Linked DNA regions of Mus musculus: region 1 is linked to region 2. The links are chromatin contacts, called in public Hi-C maps. All regions are on one chromosome and are shown on one strand. Each heading gives the region's core, a stretch centred on a gene start, on an enhancer-like site or on the middle of the called end of the contact. The rest is flanking DNA. Distances are from core to core; before and after follow the strand shown.

Region 1 (4,424 bases), core at 1,279-3,778, 150 kb after region 2:
TATTATCAATAATGCTATTTTGAATAATAATATTCATATTATTCACAAATAATATTCACAATCATGTATTTATTATTTGTTATGACTAATATTAATAATATTCAGTAGGATATATGTATATGTTTGAGACTCTGTTTTTATTTTGGGGGGCATGTACATAGGAGTAGATGGACTGAATCACATAGTATTTCTATATTTAAGTACTTTGGGAACAGGAAAATAATTTTTTATGGTGTTTACTTTTCTTTTAGAAATTTAGGAGATTCTATATCATTGGGGTTACTTGTAAAGCAACCCCCCAACATAGCCATCTTCCTTGGAGAAGTGTTTGATTTCATTATCATTGTTACATTTCTTTTCAAGTGTTTATTATTTCCATGTCTTTGGAGGAGTGTCTCGTCAAGTTGATTTCATCTTTTAGCAGGGCGTTGGTTGTTGAGTGCTAAAAGTTATCTTTATATTCTGGAATCTTCTTGGATTTGCAAGCATCTTCCATGGGATGCCTTTTCATGTTGCTGAAGGAATCTGTGAAGATGCGCTTAAGAAACTGTTTCCAAACCCAAGCACGGATATTCATATTCACTGTATCTTCTTGTCCTATACAATACTTACCAAGTCTATTATTATGCTTTTTACACTGAAGTGTTTGGTGTGATAATTAATTATAATGTCTTATTTTTGGTTTAGATCATTCTGGCTGGCTTTTAATTTTCCCTCATGATTAAAAAAAAATGTATCCTATAAATAGGATAAACCGGATTTTTAGAAAGGCAATCTGATGGGCAAATTTAAACTCATTTTCATCATATCCTTCCTATTCCCTTTGGGAACCCAGATATTTTCTCTGATTAACCCATAGTGCTATTCCTGATAACGTCTGGAATTCTATTTCTTGATCATTGTGAATATACTTTTGATATTTTATCAAATTCAGTGATAATTTACTTAGAGCAGTCAGTATATAATGTGCTCTCCTGAGTTGCGCTGTCTCCATCTATGCCCCGGTTTTGCTCCTTTTCTTGCTAAGAATAGTCTTTCTATGAGTATTTCCAAGGACAGGTCCTCTGTTGTCAAATTTCTACATCCTTGTGTCACCGACAATGTCTTGTCTCTTCCTTTCTTCCTCCCTCCCTTTTTTCTAAGACAAGATCTCACTATGTAGCCCAGGTTAACCCTGAACTGTCAATCCTCCTGCTTCAGAGTCCTGAGTGCTAGGATTACAGGCATGTGGCACCACGTTTAGAAGCTTTTACTCTTAACTGATAGCTTGGCTGGATATAAGATGCTGGTTTTAAGTTTTCTGCCTTTGGCTCTCTGAGCATAGTTTCCTTATGTCTTTCCAGGGCTGCTGATGAGGAAAATGTCCTCTTTCTGCTTCTTTTTATCCTATCTAGAATCAACTTATACTCTGGAAGTTATTAGAATTATCTCTTAGTCTTCATTAACCTTAAATTTTACCCAAACGAGTCCAGGTATTGTTGTTAAAATTATCTAATCCTGATCAGGATTTCTACCCTGCCGTTTATCATTTAGTTCCCAATAAAAGACACACACATGATATTTATATTTACAATAAGCCTTAGTCCGCACTAGAGCTGGGCAGATATCTACCCTCTATGCTATTAGAATCTACTTTCCTATTGATAACCCCAAGTTATTACTACTTACTATGTTTCATCTGAGCTGCTCTTAACTCCAATTGGACAGCCCTCAGGGTCACTTTTTTTTTTCTGGCTCACCTAAACCATGCCAGCTTCTCCTTCCTCTTCCACCTTCTCCTTGTGGTTCATGTCCAACCTCCCAGCCTAGGAACCCTAACACACACACACACACACACACACACACACACACACACACACACACACACCCTGCCCTGTCTTGTCTGCCCAGCTGTTGGCTGTCAGCATCTTTATTCACCAATCAAAAAAAATCCTTAGGGGCAAGGTCACACAGTGTCACCTGGGTCTATGTTCAGATTCTCTCATCTCTGGGACAACCAGGTCTTTGCAGCCCAGTATTACAAACAGAATCATTGCAAGGTAACATTAAAAAAAATATCTTAATTAACCTAGAAGTCCTAGAAGTGAGAAATTTCTATTGGGGTTGTTTTATATCTATTTTGGTTTTGGAAACCTTCTGTTGATCTTCCCAGATATTCTGCTGTCCCCATTTCTGTCCCTTTTCAGCACTTCTGCACACTACCACTGAGCTATAGCCCCTGCACCAGTTAGAGACTCCTCCTGCTTGGCACTCTATATTCCACTCAAACGTACATTTTATTTAACAATTCCCATGTCTTTATCACTTCTGAGGTCTGCTTGGAACAAATGCTGTTGTACTTAATATTCTGGCTCAGTATTTTTTTCTCCCCTTGGCTCCTATTCAATCCATTTACTGAGCTCTTTAATAAAACACTTTCATCTCCAGTGTGATGGTTAATCATGCATCAACTTGGCCGTGTAATACTGCCCAGTTGTTGGGTCCAATAGTTGTCTAGATACGGCTGGGAAAATACTCTTACAGATGTGCTTCCTGTGTATCTCAGTTGACTTTCAGAAAAGGAGGTTCTCTTTAAAAGTTCAAAGGGCATGGTGTTGCACACCTAAGAGGATACTATCTTTAAAAGTTAAAAGAGCATGGTGTTGCACACCTAAAAGGATATTATCTTCAAAAGTGTGAGCATCCAGGACATGGCAGTGCATACCTCTAATACCAATGGGTGGATCTTTGAAGATTCAAGGCCAGCATGGTCTACAGAGCAAGTTCCAGGCTACTCAGGGCCTCATGATGTGGCCCTGTCTCAACTCTAACCCCTCAATGTGGACATTCATTCAGGAGCAAAATCTGGGGTTTCCCAGAAAAGACATTTTTTTTTCTCTTAAGACTAACAGAAAATCTTGCTGTGTTCTTACCCTAGACTATGAACTTTGAACTCAAGGCCCAATTTCAGCTCTTGTTTGAATTTCCAGCCTGCCAGCAGTTAGACTTTGGACTTGCCTTTGTGCATAGCCATGTGAACAAACTGTAAACCTGTTTGTCAATCTACACACAAACATATACACCACACACAGACACAGACACAGACAGACACAGACACAGACACACACACACATACACACACACACACAGAAACATGTATCTACACACATGCATACACACACTCACCCACATTCATACTCGCACACATAGGCATACACATAGAAACACATACGCACTCACACATGTACACACACATTCACACTCTCACACACACAGACACACAGAGAAATAGAAACACATTCTCATTGAGAGAGAGAGAGAGAGAGAGAGAGAGAGAGAGAGAGAGAGAGAGAATCAGCCCTCTATCTCATCAAGCCCTGAGCACACAGATTTAGCCAAATGCAGCTGAAAAGCATTGGAGCATTGGGAGGGATAAGTAGGTGTCACTATTGAATATGTACCGATTTTCTGCCTTTTTCTTCCCTAAATAGTAAGAAGAACAACTAGTTGCATAGTCTTCCGTTTTCATTAAAAGTTGTTACACAAAATAATGTTTTGGGTGCTGGAGAGACAGATGGCTTAGTGCTTAGGCGTGCTCTAAGCTGCTCATCCAGACCAAGGCAAATAACCATGGGCCGAACCCTCTGAACCCCATGAGCAGAGGAAGTCAGCCTTCCTTTCCATTTCTTTCTCCATCATTTGATCAAAGCAATGAGAAAAGTGACTAACACGCCTTTCCAAAGTGTTTCCCTCCAGTCAGCTCTCTGCTCAGCTCTTGGCAGCAATGCCAGCCAAAGTGAAGCTGTTTCTACATAGATGAGAATGTTTGGCTGTGTGCTTTGTATCAGTGTAACGCCTGGGCTGTTCCTGCTGCAGGCAGGAGCTTGGCGGACTGACCAGTGAAGCCCTTGTGCTGTGAGGTATATTGGTATATAGGGGGCAGACACAGTCCCAGCACCCTGATGAAGCCTTGTAGCTGCAAACATCAGGAGTGGAAGGGTCTAGAGCAGGCATCTCATGTGCTTTTCAAGACTAATTATATCAGTGATGATCACAACCGATGCTTATGAAAATGTGGTTTGCACAGGGTTATGGGCTAAACATTCCCTTTTAGGTTATTTATTTAAGTCACACCATACATGATGGAATAGTCATCCTGATCGTATTAGACAGATGTCATATCTGAAAACCAGAAAGATTGATGGCTCTATGTTGCACAGAGAGCAAGCGGCAAAGTTGGTCTAACTGACTTGGGGGGTCCTGTGCTTGTCGACTGGTCCCGTGGCTCTCGAAACTCCATCTTTAGTTTGAGAGTGGAGTGGCCACCACAAGCCACGCCAGCTCAGCCATGGGGAGATGTGCTCCACTCTCTTGCTTACCTAACAGGCCTTCATCGGCAGAGCCTCTGCTTCTGGAAGGTCATGGAGAAACACCTAACAGGTTCC
Region 2 (4,138 bases), core at 1,120-3,619:
TAGAATTGAAAAGTAGAAAGAAATAGGAAATGTAAAAAGACCCAGGCCAGGCCAGCAGGTAGTGGCCTTCGCACGGCTGAGAAGCTCAAGCGCTAAAGTATGGTTCAGGTCAGACGCCAGGGTTCTGAGAGCCAGGGACCTGGCAATCAGGATGAAGAGAGATGCCTCGGAAGCACCAGATCCAGCAGGTGACAGGAACTGAAACCAGTAAGCAGGGGCAGGGCAGGGTTTCCAGCAGGCTTAGGGGGTGGTGAGAGGCAGGCACGGAGTCTATGTTTGACTAACTTATGACTCGGTCCTCACCTCCGATTTTTGTTGGAGATTCAGCATTCCTAGAAGTCTACTATGATGGATGAGTAGTTTCCAATGTTTTGTTTTGCTTTTAAATCTCATGCCCTTTTTTGATAGGGCTTCAAGTTGTTCATGCAGTTCAGATATATTATGTATGTTCTATAGCACATTGTTAGACATAGTTTTTTGTGTGAGATTTAAAACTTCAAGGTAAATGCATATTTATAGATTCTGCACTTCAGTGATTGCCTGATAATTGCTTTTGACTGGGAGGATAAAAACATCTTGGTTGGAAGAACAAAGAACAAAATAACCCTGTCCTGTGTCTCTATGTGCCTGACATTTCCCACCCTAGGACAGTACAGTAGATCTCATTCAAAACCGACCCAGTGGAGAGACCCAGCTATGGTCATTAAAGCAGATCTGTTTTGGCCAGCCAGGACTAGAAAACTGACTGTAGTGTGTAAATTTAGGCAATGTGTGTGTTGAGAAACCATCAGACCCTTCCTTGACACGAGTTGCTATTTCCCATAAATAACATGAATGCTTTATACTAGTTGGAACACTGGAATCTGGTTATCTTATATGTATATCTTATATACATGTACAAAACATTATTATTCTAAAGATGCTGGTGTCCTAGTAGTGTTATTAACTAACTTCATTCCTATTGATGGAGACGGGCATTTTTACACATGCTGCCTTGTTGAGTATGTTGAACTGTCCTTGACATAGAAGCTGAGGAAGTTGACGGCTCCTAGAAAGCTCTGTGGGGGTCATCTGTTGGTTTGTCAAATGACTCTTACTATTCCCTTCCTTTCACAGAACCTCTGGAGGGTAGCCTGGGTCCTCCTTCCTTCCTATTTCCTTTTCTGCTGTCTGTACCATGAGCTGTCCTAATGTGGAACATGAATGGTAGATGCCTAAGAGATGCCTAAAACCTCACATCTTCCCTGTAATGTTTTTGGGGTGTCAGTCAACAAAGTTTTATTGAGCTCATGTGTGTAGAACACCTGTTAGAGGCTTTGAGGTTAGAAACTTAAGTTTAATCTTGTGTTTAAGGAACTTGGAGTCTGGTCTATAGGGGCATAGAGCAGAGTGCTCAGGAGCAGAACAGGTTGAGCATCGGGGTACACCAGGTTTGTGTCTACCTTTCTGGCAGAACTGGCTTGTGTCAGGCTCCCTTAGCATGTGCTTGCAGTGTTCAGCCATCCAGAAGCATCAGGAATGTGTCTGCGGCTCCCCTGAGCCCAGAAAGCCAGCAGGGAGGGCAGTGTGGTTGGTACAGAGAGATGGTTGCCTTGGCCCTTCTCTAGTGGTATCGTACAGACACAGGCTTTGAATAAGTGTGTAGCACTGGTTGTCTGTTTCCTCACAGAATGCTTGCTGGGAGAGAATGCTGAGAGTATAAAATCCCAGAGCTCCATCAGTTGCAGGCAGCTCCCAGCAGAGTATTGTGGACATAGCACCTCAAGCCTGCTCCTCTTTAGTGTCCCACTGGCTGCATGAAAAACAGGAATTTATGTAACAAGCTCTGCACAGCAAACGTTTTCCTGTTGTGGGGGTGGGTGGGTAATTGTTGGCAAAGTTAGTATACAGCTCTGTTACACAGAGTGACCTGAAATGTCCTCAGAAAAATATGTAGTGCGATATTTTGATAAGTTAAGGATTGCTATGTCCAAAAAAAAAAAAAACCAAAAACAAAAACCCAACCAACAATAAGCAGAAGTCGTCCAAGCATTTAGTGGATACTAACCCTGAAGTTAGTGAACTATTTTTAAACTTTTTAGGAGTCTTCGTTATTATGTCTTCTTTGGTCCTGCTGAAAACGCCCCCCACCCCAGCCCTGGCGTCTGGCAGAACTGCCTCAGGCTTATAGAGCTGTACCCCCCCCTGTTAGTCAGGCAGTCAGGAAGCTGATCTCTGGAAGGATCGCCTCCTATACTCTCTGTATTATTAACTAAATGTGACAGGACCGGAGCAAGCTCCCTCTCTTGTAGAGGCCTATCAGAGCTTATCTGTGTGGCTATTGTGTTTAAAGAACAAATTGTCATGGAAGATACGGTGCCCAGACTCCCAGCATGTAGGTGGCTTTGGAGAATGCAGTTACAGGGCTGGCTGCTTTCCAGGCCTTGCCCAGGCAGGCTGCTGCTTTTTAAGGAGGAATTGGGGATTTTGATCACTGGTTTTGGTGGACACAGTAGCCAGAGCTGTAGCTCTGGTGGGGGTAGGATGACAGGGAGGTGGGGACAAGGAATGTTTTTGAGAATACATGGAATTGAGATACAACGTGAAAGAAATGTATTCCTTAGCCTTTTGGGAGATGTTTGGAGTTCACGACCTCATAACACACCTAGAGCTGAGATAGATCGTAAGTGAAAGAACAGAATGAAGCCTCAGGAGAGACTACCACTGCCACATACCCACATACCTGCCTGGCATCCAACCAGAAAGCTCCTGTTGGGCCATGTCTGATCCGCCCTCACTCTGCACCCTGGCAGCAGGACTTAACACATAGCTGTTGTGTTGCAATCCTTGGGTGGAATGTAGTGCAGAATGCATTTTGAAATAAGGGTTTCTAAGCTCTCTTAGGTCTGTGTCTGACTTTTGTCTCTTTTTACTAAGTGAGATTACCATTACACTCACTTTGTTTTCCATCTCTTGTTGAGAAAAGGCACTAATGTGCTCAGGGTCACAGAGAAGTCTGGCCCTGTATATTGTTCTGATCTGGTAGAACGGTTGGCACTTTAAGCACCTTCAGTCGCCGTCAACAACATGAGGATGTGGGCACTGTGGCTGCCTCCTTGGGTGACCACAAATCTAGTTAGAGCCTTTTGTGGTCCAACAGGGGTCACAGAGTATTTGGGCAACTAAGCCTTGTACTAGGTTGGCAGAGAAGGCCAAAAATTTGAGAAGCCAGGTGCATAGCTCTGCATAGCTCTGCTCTGAGGATTGTGAGACATCCAGAATTCTGTCCCTGGACTGGGCATTAGGCCCCTTCAGAGCTGCCAGGTGAATATGTAGCAACTGTGCTGGGGCAGGAAGCCTAAGTGTTCTTCACATTCCCAGATTTGTACCACAGGATCCCCCAAACGTCAGAAGTCATGCTGGGGGTTCCTTGCCTTCCTCTTGTATTCTCCTGTGGGTTTGCAGTTTGCACACATTTGCGGTGGCTTTGTTGTAGTATCCTATCAGCACATCCACTGAGTAGGAGCAGAAGGGCCTCACCTCACTTAGGGGAGCTTGCTTCAGCCCGGCCCCCCTCTAGTTACCACTCTGGACGGCATACTCTCTACAGTGTCCTAAAGTTAGTGCTTTGCTTAGAGCAGAGATGTTCTCACATTTGAATATTGCATTTTGTGGCAAGTTAACTTTCTCAAGAAAATAGCTTTTCTTTATATTCATTTTTATTTGCCTGATACAAAGACTCTGGTGTAAACAAGTTTAAGTCCTAACTTTCGGGGGAATCTATCTATCTTGGGAGTGAGTTAGATAGTTCAAACTAGCCCCAGACTCACTCAAAACCCCGCTGCCTTTTCAGCTGAGATCCTAAGTTGATACTGTGTATTGCTTTGGGTTTTTGTTCCTGAGTAGGAATAGATCCTGCTTCATCTCCCTTTATGTTACCCTATGGGCCCAATGACAGAGAATGTCACTTTGTAGAAATGGTGTTTATTTCACCTGAAAAAATGTTGAGAAGAGCTTTGTTTTTGAGTCAGGGTCAAAAACTGTATAAAAGAAATATATGAAAATCAATATATGTGTATATGCATGTATAAAAGAGAATATAAACTATGAGCTTATTTAACTAGAGAAATAATTCCTTTTTTTAGATGCTGTTTTTCCT

Evidence for each region. A called contact is a pair of places that touch in the nucleus more often than the background predicts.
Region 1: a Hi-C map of liver shows a contact between it and region 2, with 1.8 times the contacts expected there. The contact joins two enhancer-like sites. A contact is called at or near these places in 2 of 484 Hi-C or Micro-C datasets (liver and nephron progenitors) and 2 of 115 datasets of contacts at active chromatin or transcription factors (CD8 T cells and double positive thymocytes).

Annotation. Positions count from the first base shown.
Region 1 is chr3:52,492,628-52,497,051 of GRCm38.p6, forward strand. It overlaps Gm38537 (a long non-coding RNA gene), which reads left to right. Exons shown (of 5, transcript XR_867264.3): 5 at 1-642. Among named protein-coding and RNA genes, the nearest start is that of Gm30173, 22 kb to the right of the region's middle. Within about 2 kb of position 2,529, at least 8 of the 459 cell types and tissues checked have an H3K27ac peak or open chromatin away from gene starts, as enhancers often do. A contact at or near this core is called in liver, where this site is marked.
Region 2 is chr3:52,340,637-52,344,774 of GRCm38.p6, forward strand. The region is part of intron 1 of Foxo1 (forkhead box O1); the gene reads left to right. Among named protein-coding and RNA genes, the nearest start is that of Foxo1, 74 kb to the left of the region's middle. Within about 2 kb of position 2,370, at least 78 of the 459 cell types and tissues checked have an H3K27ac peak or open chromatin away from gene starts, as enhancers often do. A contact at or near this core is called in liver, where this site is marked.